Regions from separate parts of the Sus scrofa genome. Here region 1 is linked to region 2. The links are chromatin contacts, called in public Hi-C maps. All regions are on one chromosome and are shown on one strand. The core of a region is the stretch at or near the end of the contact, and the rest is flanking DNA. Distances in the headings are between cores, read along the strand shown.

Region 1 (4,600 bases), core at 1,406-3,905, 97 kb before region 2:
TGCGAGCTACACCACAGCTCAGGACAACGCCAGTTCTTTAACCCACTGAGCAAGGCCAGGGATCAAACCCGCAACCTCATAGTTACTAGTCGGATTCATTACTGCTGAACACCAACAGGAACTCCACAGGAACACTTGTTTTAAGCAATGAGACCTCACTGTGTCTCAGTTACCACATTTCTGTGGCCAGTTTATAACCATTTTGTACACCAGCTTCTTAGTCTGTGCTTACCTTCATTTTTAAATTCTATTTATTTAGTTTTTTGCCTGAGAAGTGTGACTTTATTTTTTTTTAATTTTATTGAAATAGAGTTGATTTATAATCTTGTGTTAGTTTCAGGTGTACAGTGAAGTGATTCGGTTATACATACATATGTGCATTTATACATATTCATTTTTAGATTCTTTTCCGTTATAGTTTATTACACGATGTTAAGTAGAGTTCTCTGTGCTGTACAGTAGGACCTTGTTTACCTCTTTTATATGTAGTAGTGTGTATTCGTTAATCACAACCTCCTAATTTATCCCTCCTCCTCCTTTCCCCTTTGGTAACCATAAGTTTGTTTTCTATGTCTGACGATCTATTTCTGTTTTGTAAATAGGTACATTTGTATGCTTTTTTTTAGATTCCACATGTTAAGTGATAGCATATGATATTTGTCTTTCTCTGTCTGACTTACTTTACTTAATAGGATACTCTCTAGCCACTATGGCGAACAGTATGGAGGTTCCTTAAAAAAAAAAAAAAAAGAAAAAAAAAAGAAAAGAAAAGAAAATCGAACCACCATATGATCCACTCCTGGGCATATGTCTGAAGAAAACTCTAATCTGAAAAGACATATACACCCCAGTGTTCACGGAAGCTCTATTTACAATAGCCAAGACATGGAAACAACCTAAACGTCCATTGACAGCTGAACGGATAAAGATGTGGTACATGTATGCAATGGAATACTACTCAACCATAAAAAATGAAATAACACTATTTGCAGCAGCATGGATGTTCTTACCTTTAAATTATACCAGTCTCCATTCCTGAGGTGCCCACAATCTGTTTGGGAAGATAATACCAACACACGAGTGCATGCACACACACTCACACATGCCTCCCACACATGTGTACACACAAGCCTCACCACTCTCACATATACACACACATGCACACAGTTCACTTACACGCTTACCACCCTCACACATGAGCTTGCACATGTTCACACATGTATGTTTTACACACACATTCTTCTCTATTCTCTCCCGCTCTCTCTCTCTCTGTCTTTTTTTTTTAGGGCCGAACCTGCAGCATATGGAAGTTTCCAGGCCAGGGGTCGAATTGGAGCTGCAGCTGCTGGCCTACACCACTACCACAGCAATGCAGGATCTGAGCCGTGTCTATGACCTATATCACAGCTCACAACCAGGCTGGATCCTTAACCCCTGAGTGAAGCGGAGATCAAACCTGAATCCTCGTGGATGCTAGTCAGGTTCATTACTGCTGAGTCACTCCCCTCCTCCATTCTCACCTGCCCTCCCACACTCTCACATACATGCATGTGTATACACACTCTTCTATAACTAAGGACCTTAGCTGTGAGACTCACCAAAGGGAGAGAGACTCGTGTGTGAAGGAATCAGCTTCACACCTACACTCAGGCACCTCGATCTGCCACATTTCCAACCTGTTTCTCTGATCCTTCTTCTCTCAAAATCCTTTTTGCCAATGAAGATCATTTTTAATGTTATTCATGATAATGACTGGAAATCAAACAACTGTACTCACAACTTCCAATAAGAAGTACAAAAGCCGAAATCCTGCTAGTTACTAAGGCCTTAAACCAGCAACTCCCCGTGGGGCTGGATCTTCATTGGATGTCATGACATTATTTCATGCAAAGTTTTCAGATTGGACTTTTAATACCCCTTGAGAATGGGTATAGGTCTATATTCACACTGCACCAAGGTTTAAAGAAATGTGACAAAAAGAAAGAAAGAAAGAAAGAAAGAAAGAAAGAAAGAAAGAAAGAAAGAAAGAAAGAGAAAGAGGCACCACCTCAAAAGGTAAGAATTACTTCCTTACGTGGAAAAATTAAAGGTCTATACCAAAGCCAACACAAACCTTCAAAAATGTTAATGTAAACCTCTGAGTGCATCTGAATAGTATCACTGTGCAGGGAAGAGGCTGTTAGATAAAGAATCAGGAGACTGAACTCCTAATCGTGACTCTGCTGTGAGAGTTTTATAGACTTAGGCAAAGGAAATGGCTTCTCTGTAAAGTGAGAAGTTTGGCCGAGATGAGCTCCAAGGGTGAATTTTTTTCACTCCAGAAAGGCCAAAGTTTTACAACGTGTAAAAAGCTAACCATGCTCTAACACCACTCTTTGCTGGCCTTCCCGGGTTTAGAAGCTGAGGTCAGGACTATAAACACACCCACTAATAGTCAGAGCTGCTACATTCCTCATTCACAGGGTTGGCAGCGAGGGGGACTCGAAGCCTGTGAAAGCACCTGTTCTGCCCGCCCCCCGGCCGGGAGAGAAGGTTGTCGCAAGCTCCGCCCCCTCCTGGGTTTGATCTCTGCTTTTTTGACTGGAGGAAGCAGCACTCACTCACCCCGGAGGTGCACTTCTGAAAAGTCTCCACGGAGGGGCAGCCCTTCACCACTGAGAAAATGGCCTTGGCGGGCCCTTTGTGCCTGCAACTCCTTTAACCACTTTCTGCAAACCAGAGATGACCACCTTCGGCACACTTGCCTGCCTGGTTGAGCCAGGTGACATCCCTGAGGGACCTGCTCAACCTCAGGGTGGTCACCCTCTGTCCAGGCTGTACTGGACACACCTAGGAGTCATGCAGAGGCCAGTCTCTGCAGCCCTCCCTGAACTTCCAGGCTCTGCCTGAGGCCAGGCAACAAGTGTTGGCATCTCTCCCTAATGCCTGGAGGCAGCCCAGACCCCTGGCAGCCGCCTTCCTGGGAAAACAGACAAGTTCCACAGTCTTTAAAGTGATATTCATTAGAAACAATCTAAATATCAACCACGGGGCAATGACTAAATGCATTAGGATTCCTCCACCCTGTGAAATACTACGCGATCTTTGAAAACAAGCATTTTATACTTTTCAACATCTGATAAAATGCCTAAAATAGCTAACAGAGGGAAAAAATACACCAACCTGTATGGCTTCATATCTATAAATACATATTTCTATGTATACATACATTGGTACTTAAAGGTACTATAAAGAAATATACCTCCAAAATTTACAATTAATTTTTATTACTCATTTTATTTTTTAAAAAATATTTTCCTTATTTCCTGCCAAAGCATGCTTGGCTTTTACAATGAGAAAAAAAAAAAGAGAGAGTTTTGTTTCTTTAAGAGATAAACAGCAGTACCTAGAGCCAGTTTCAGGAAAAAGATGAGTATGAGCCTTCTTAGCCCTAATGCCTGGCACACAATATGTGCACACACAAAGAACAGGTGTAAACTATCCTTACAGCTGGGAGACTCGGTGGATATCATCCAGCACAGGGCTTGGGGTCAGCTCCCATTGGCCAGAGGCTGAGCTGATGCTGGTGGCCTGGCCCTGCAGGTTAGGTAAAGCTCTTTCAATCCCTCCCACTACAGCTGGAGGAGAGACTGCCGGTGTCCACCAAAACCCATTCTCCCCTTCTTCCTTGGCATCCAGCAGCATACATTCTCCAGTCTCCTTTGCAGCTGGCTGGCTGGTCCACATGACCAAGTCTTAGCCAATGGAGGAGACTCAAGGGAGGGGGCCCTTTCCAGATCTAGGTGCTGCCCATATAATCTCACCTCCATGCCCCCAGCTTCCCTTCCATCATCAGGATGCAAAACACAATGTGGCTGGGGACGTGGTGGAACCACAAGAAGGAAGGAGGCTGGTCCCTGAGTGATGGTGTGGAAGAGAGTCACTGCTCTAGATTGATGACCCAGGACTGATTTGTGAGAACGAAAGAAACCTGTGGTGTGTTAACTACTGACACTGGGAAGCTGTTGTCACAACTTCCTCTCCCTACCACACAAGGCCTGAACATTTATCGTACCAAGGGGCTGAACCCCATTCACTCAGATGTAGTCATTGCCTCTGATAAAAAACAGAGCTTCTGGCCAATGGATAGATAGCGGCTTATGGTCCAGGAAAAATGGGCTAGTGGAAATTAGACTTCATGGAGGGATAAAAATCATCAATGAGAATAGGGAGCATATATAATTCTAAAAACAAACGGTAGTTCTGTTTTTAGTTTTCTGAGGAACAATCCCACTCTTGGGCATCTATCCAGAGAAAACCACAACTCACAAAGACACATGTACTCCAATGTTCATTTCAGCACTATTTGCAATAGCCAAGACATGGAAACAACCTAAATGTCCAACGACAGAGGAGTGGATCAAGAAGATGTGGAACATATACACAATGGAATATTACTCAGCCATTAAAATAAACGAAATACCAGCATTTTTTGCAACATGGATGGACCTAGAAACTATCATCTAAGTGAAGTCAGCCATACAATGAGACACCAACATCAAATGCTTTCACTGACATGTGGAATCTGAAAAAAGGACAGACTGAACTTCTTTGCAGAACA
Region 2 (5,238 bases), core at 2,650-5,149:
ACAGCTCCCACTGTTACCAGCCAGCCCCAGGAAACAGTACCCTTCCTGGCCGCTTCCCCTGAACCCTGCCCATATCATGACAATCAGTGCATTTTTGAAACCCTACTCATTATCCAGTCTGAGTGTGTCATCTCTTTCCTGCTGAGACGGGACACACACCTCTGCCTTTAACTTCTTTCTGACCCAAAGCAAACGAATAAACAAAAACTTCCCGGGGGTCGGGGTAGGTTGTTTTTAATCAGTTTTCTTACATAGAGTAATTGCTCAATAGATATTGATTGGTTAAATCATAAAATCATACCATCAGTAATAAAACTAACCTCCCACTCTTCTAATTACAGGTAAGTAGACAATCTCCCCTGGATTTCAAAGTTTAGGGGAGAGAAATGCAACATTTTAAAAAACAAGAATTTTGGAGTTCCCATTGTGGCTCAGTAGGTTATGAAGCCAACTGGTATCCATGAGGATGCAGGTTCAATCCGTGGCCCTGCTCAGTGGGTTAAAGATCCAGCGCTGCTGGGAGCTGTGGGCTGTGTATACGCAGCAGAAGCGGCTTGGATCCTGCATTGCTATGGCTGGCAGCTGTAGCTCCCATTCAACCCCCAACCTGGGAATCTCCATATGCCACAGTTGTGGCCCTTAAAAACCCCAATAAACAAACAAACAAAAATAATGGTGTATCATTTTAAGTTGATACATCATCTATTTCTTAGTAGAGCCATGGTTCTCAACCTTGGCTGCACAACAAAAAACTATCTTGCTTGATGGACTTTTATAGTATTCCCTGGACCCATCCCCCCAAATTCTGATTTAATTAGTCTGGAGTAGATCCCAGGCACTGGCAATTTTTTAAAGCTTCCCAGGTTGTTCTAAAGGGCATCTAGAATGGGATGGCAAATCACCATTCTTGGCAGTACCCACCTTCTCCTTCCCAGGAGTGGTAAATCTCTACTTTAGCCATAATGAGGTCGCAGAGGTGAAGAAAAAAGTATAGAGACTATTGAAGAAAAAGATACCTAGGCAAAGTATTTCAAAATACTTACTTTCCCTCTTTTTTTTTTTTTTTTTTTTTTTTTTGCTTCTTAGGGCCGCACCCACGGCATATGGAGGTTCCCAGGCTAGTAGTCTAATCGGAGCTACAGCTGCCGGCCTACACCACAACCACAGCAAATGGGACCCAAGCCATGTCTGCGACCTACACCATAGCTCACAGCAACACTGATCCTTGACCCACTGAGCGAGGCCAGGGATTGAACCCGCAACCTCATGGTTCCTAGTCAATTCGTTTCTGCTGTACCAGGACGGGAACTCCCAGACACCTCTTTTATAATCAGGTGCTGTGGTTCTCAACCCAAGCTGCATGGGAGACTCAGCTGAGGAGTATTTGCAAACGTTCATGCTTTGCCCCCATCTCAGACTAATTATATCAGAGTCTTTGGGGTGGGGCCCAAACAACACTATGTTTTTAAATTCTCCAGCTAAGTCTGATATGGCCAGGGTCGAAGATGATTAGTCTAGATAAGGCAACTTCTCTAAAAGGGCTTGAAATTTGCATCCTAGATTCTCCCTTTTTTTAAGAAGAAATTCAGACTTTTCAAACAGAGAACACCAGAACACCGTGAAGTCTTGTCTAGGAACTGTGATTAAAGGGTATTGTTGGTAAGCATGGTTATGAATTTTCATTGCAGTGTGGCAATATGGGGGGCTGGATGAAAAACAGTAAGTTTCCATGGCTATCTGCTGACGTCCAATGCAGTCATTAATTGGTAAACAGATGGCTTATAGGCAACTGCACATGGTTTTGACACGAACTAGCTACCTGATTTGGGCAAGATCTTCCATCTCTCTGAGCCTCAATTTCTTCAGATGGAAACTCATCCAGCTTGGTGTTTCTTAACCTCAGCTGTGTGGCAGAATGCTTAGGAAGGTGTTAAAATATACCTGTGTCGAGGTGGCTCCCCCAGGCATTCTGATTTGATTGATCTGGAATGGGGCCTGGCCACCAGTATTTCTAGAGTATCCCCAAGGGATTCCAATGTGGGACTAAATTGAGAACCAGAGCAATGATGATCCTGATGGTCCATTTCTAGCTCCAGCCTTCCCTTGGGCTTAAGAGGCCCAGCTTCCAGGAGTGTCTGAGCTATTAGAAGAGGTAAGTAGTCAATGATTGGTACATCCATCCCTGAAGCACACTCAAAGCTAGCTACTTTGCCTCATCAAAGGGCCATAGTTTCTTTTTTAAAAATCTCAAGTTCCCTGGAGGCCTAGCAGTTAGGGATCTGAGATAGCCACTGGTGTCGCTCAGCTCACTGCTATGGAGCAGCTTCAGTCCCTGCCCTGAGAACTTCTGCATGCTGTGGATGTGGCCAAAAAAAATCTGTCAAGCAAAAAACGAAAAACAGCTTTCAAAATTGGTTCCTGGATATGCTGTGCCTCTGACATTTTTAAAGGACCTGAGAAGATGTTCAGGAGTCCTTGTCATAGTCCAGCCTCAGTGCCTATAAAGAACAGCCAGTTGAATAAATGGTGTTTTCAGCATGTGGCTGAAAGTTTCCTTGATCCCATTTCCACCCTTCCCAGTGTCCTCTAGGCATCTGGGCTGTGGGCCCACGTACATTTTCACAGCGCAGCCTTCAAGGGCTGATCCCTATTTCAGTTTGGATTCTTTGCCAGGTGGCCTCGCCTAAGTCCAATTTCCCATGGGCTGGTGGAACCACCAGTGTGAAAGAACATGATAAAATTCGGGAGCTGGAGCTTCTCCAGCCACATGATGTCAGGAGAACTGAGTCCATCTCAACCTCCCAAGGTCACTATGCTCCCACAACCAGAGCCATCCTGGAAGCCCTCAAAGGATGGCTTCCACATTGCATTTCAACACCCTGTGGAGAACAAAGCAACAGGAAAGAAAAAGGAAAAATAAAATAAAATAAAAAATGAAGGAATCACTAGTTCAAGGCCAGTTCCAAAAAGCAAGTAGTTAAATAAAAATTTTGAACTGAACTAAATTTCTGGACACTGAGAAATCACACAATTAAAAACCAGGATAAATGTAGTTACATCTAGACACTCTGGGCAGTAAAGATCCAGGTTTGTAGGCTGAACTGTAGAGTTAATTGCTCCAACCTGCACCCCTTTTCTGCTACAGCTTCTCACACAGCTTCTCAATACTAAACAAGTGCTTTTCCACCTGAAGGCTGACATGGCAAGGGGAAACCACATCTGGCAAAAACCTGCATCTCTGGCTCAAGGGCTTAGATTGATTCTAGTGGAGTAAATTTTATAGCTTAGAGAATTTTGCATTTTCAAGTAGCTTTGCAAAACTGTGGTTTCCAAGGAGATTTTCTGTGTGAAAAAGTGAGAGGGGCCACCTGGGTCTTTACATGGGATTCACCTAGTGTTTCTGCCTCCCCACATCCTCCCCATTCTCAAGATAAAAATCTGACTTACTAAGAACATTTCTTGAGTTTTGTCATTATTCATTAAACTGGTCTAGATCCTTCACACCAGAAGGAGAAACAAGATATAAGATGGAAGCAGAGTGCCTGGGGAAAGGTCAGGAACAGATTTAAATATGTCCCACTAAGCAGGTCAGTTAGTGTGCCTGCTATCAAACTACTACACCAGCTGTCACCCACTATATCCTTACCCCGGCCCCACCCCTCCTCCGCCCAGGGAAAATGTCCAGAGGAATCTCCAACCCTCAAGAAGAGTGAGCAAGTCTTACTTCCAGGCCAGGCCCACCCTGGTAACACAGGAGATGAAGCACCCCCAAGAAATACAGAGGCCAGGAATAGCACTAGGTCACAGGCGGGGAGCAGAAACTGGTGACTTTACAAACCGGACTAGAATGCTGGATGCCTGCAGACACTGCGCTATTGGCATGGTCCAGCTGTGTAGCTCGCTGGTGAAGAGCGTGGGAGTTGACGTAAGACTAACCTTGGTTCACTTCCCAAGTCCTCTGCCTTCTCACTTAAGCAAGTTACGCAACTTTCTGATCCTCAGTCTCTTCCACTGTAAGATGGGGAAAGGCCACTTACTTCACAGTAGTACCGTAAGGATTATGGCAACGTGAATGCCGAAACACAGGAGGTTCTTGAGAAATTGCAGCTGTTTAATTAATTGAAGTACAGCTGATTTACAGTGTTTTAGGTATATGGCACAGTGACTCAGTCATACATATAGATATAAATATAAAATCCTTTTCAGATTCTTTTCCATTATGGTTTACAATAAGATATTGAATATGGTTTCCTGTGCTATAGAGTAGGTCCTTGTTTATTTTATATGCAGTATTATGAATCTTTCAATCCCAAATTTCTCATTTATCCCTCTCCCTCCTTTCCCCTTTAGTAACCATAAGTTTGTTTTCTATGTCTCTGAGTATTTGCTTTATAGATTCCACATATAAGTGATACCATATGATATTTGTCTTGCTCTGATTTACTTCACTCAGTATGATAATCTCCAGGTTCATCCATGTTGCTACAAATGGCATTATTTAATTCTTCTTTATGGCTGAAAAGTATTCCATTGTATTTATATACCACATCTTCTTTATCGATAGACCTTTAGGCTACTTCTATGTCTTGGCTATTGTAAAATAGTGCTGCAGTGAATATTGGGACACATGTATCTTTTCAAATTATGGTTTTCTCCAAATATATGCCCAGGAGTGGGATTGCTGGATGATATGGCAACTCAATTTTTAGTTTTTTAAAGAATCTCCATATTCTTCTCCATCGTGGCTGCACCAATTGACATTCCCACTAACAGTGCAGGAGTGTTCCCTTTTCTCCACACCCTCTCCAGCATTTGTTATTTGCAGACTTTTTAATGATGGTTATTCTGTTGTAGTCTTGCTTTTGATTGGTGGATTACCATCCATCCAGTTCCTCAGGTAAAAAAAATCTCAGCATCATCCTTGACTACTTCATTTTCCACATTTATCATGTCAAATCAATCACATGGTCTGATGTTTTTACTGCAAAATTTTTTCTTGAATCTTGCCTCTCATTTCCATTTTCCATGTTCACGGCTACTATTCTGGTCTAAACTCTCACCCTCCTTCATCTGTAAAAACATTATAATTCTTGAACAAAAATAAGCTCAACAAATATTAGTTGAAAAAGGATGAATGAGTGAACCAATCTCCACCCAGACAGACTACTATCAGGGTTAAATGAGATACTTAAGGGAAAGCATAGTTGGCATGATGTTTGGTACATAGTAGGAACTCAG

What was found. Hi-C and Micro-C count contacts between places; a contact is called where the count stands out from the background.
Region 1: a Hi-C map of skeletal muscle shows a contact between it and region 2, with 4 times the contacts expected there. The contact joins two enhancer-like sites. A contact is called at or near these places in 5 of 47 Hi-C or Micro-C datasets (heart right ventricle and skeletal muscle) and 1 of 2 datasets of contacts at active chromatin or transcription factors (skeletal muscle).

Annotation. Positions count from the first base shown.
Region 1 is chr4:85,351,341-85,355,940 of Sscrofa11.1, reverse strand. All of the region lies in intron 9 of RXRG (retinoid X receptor gamma), which reads right to left. Among named protein-coding and RNA genes, the nearest start is that of MIR9849, 19 kb to the right of the region's middle. Within about 2 kb of position 2,655, at least 13 of the 83 cell types and tissues checked have an H3K27ac peak or open chromatin away from gene starts, as enhancers often do. A contact at or near this core is called in skeletal muscle, where this site is marked.
Region 2 is chr4:85,254,557-85,259,794 of Sscrofa11.1, reverse strand. It overlaps a transcript of RXRG not described here. Among named protein-coding and RNA genes, the nearest start is that of LRRC52, 51 kb to the right of the region's middle. Within about 2 kb of position 3,899, at least 3 of the 83 cell types and tissues checked have an H3K27ac peak or open chromatin away from gene starts, as enhancers often do. A contact at or near this core is called in skeletal muscle, where this site is marked.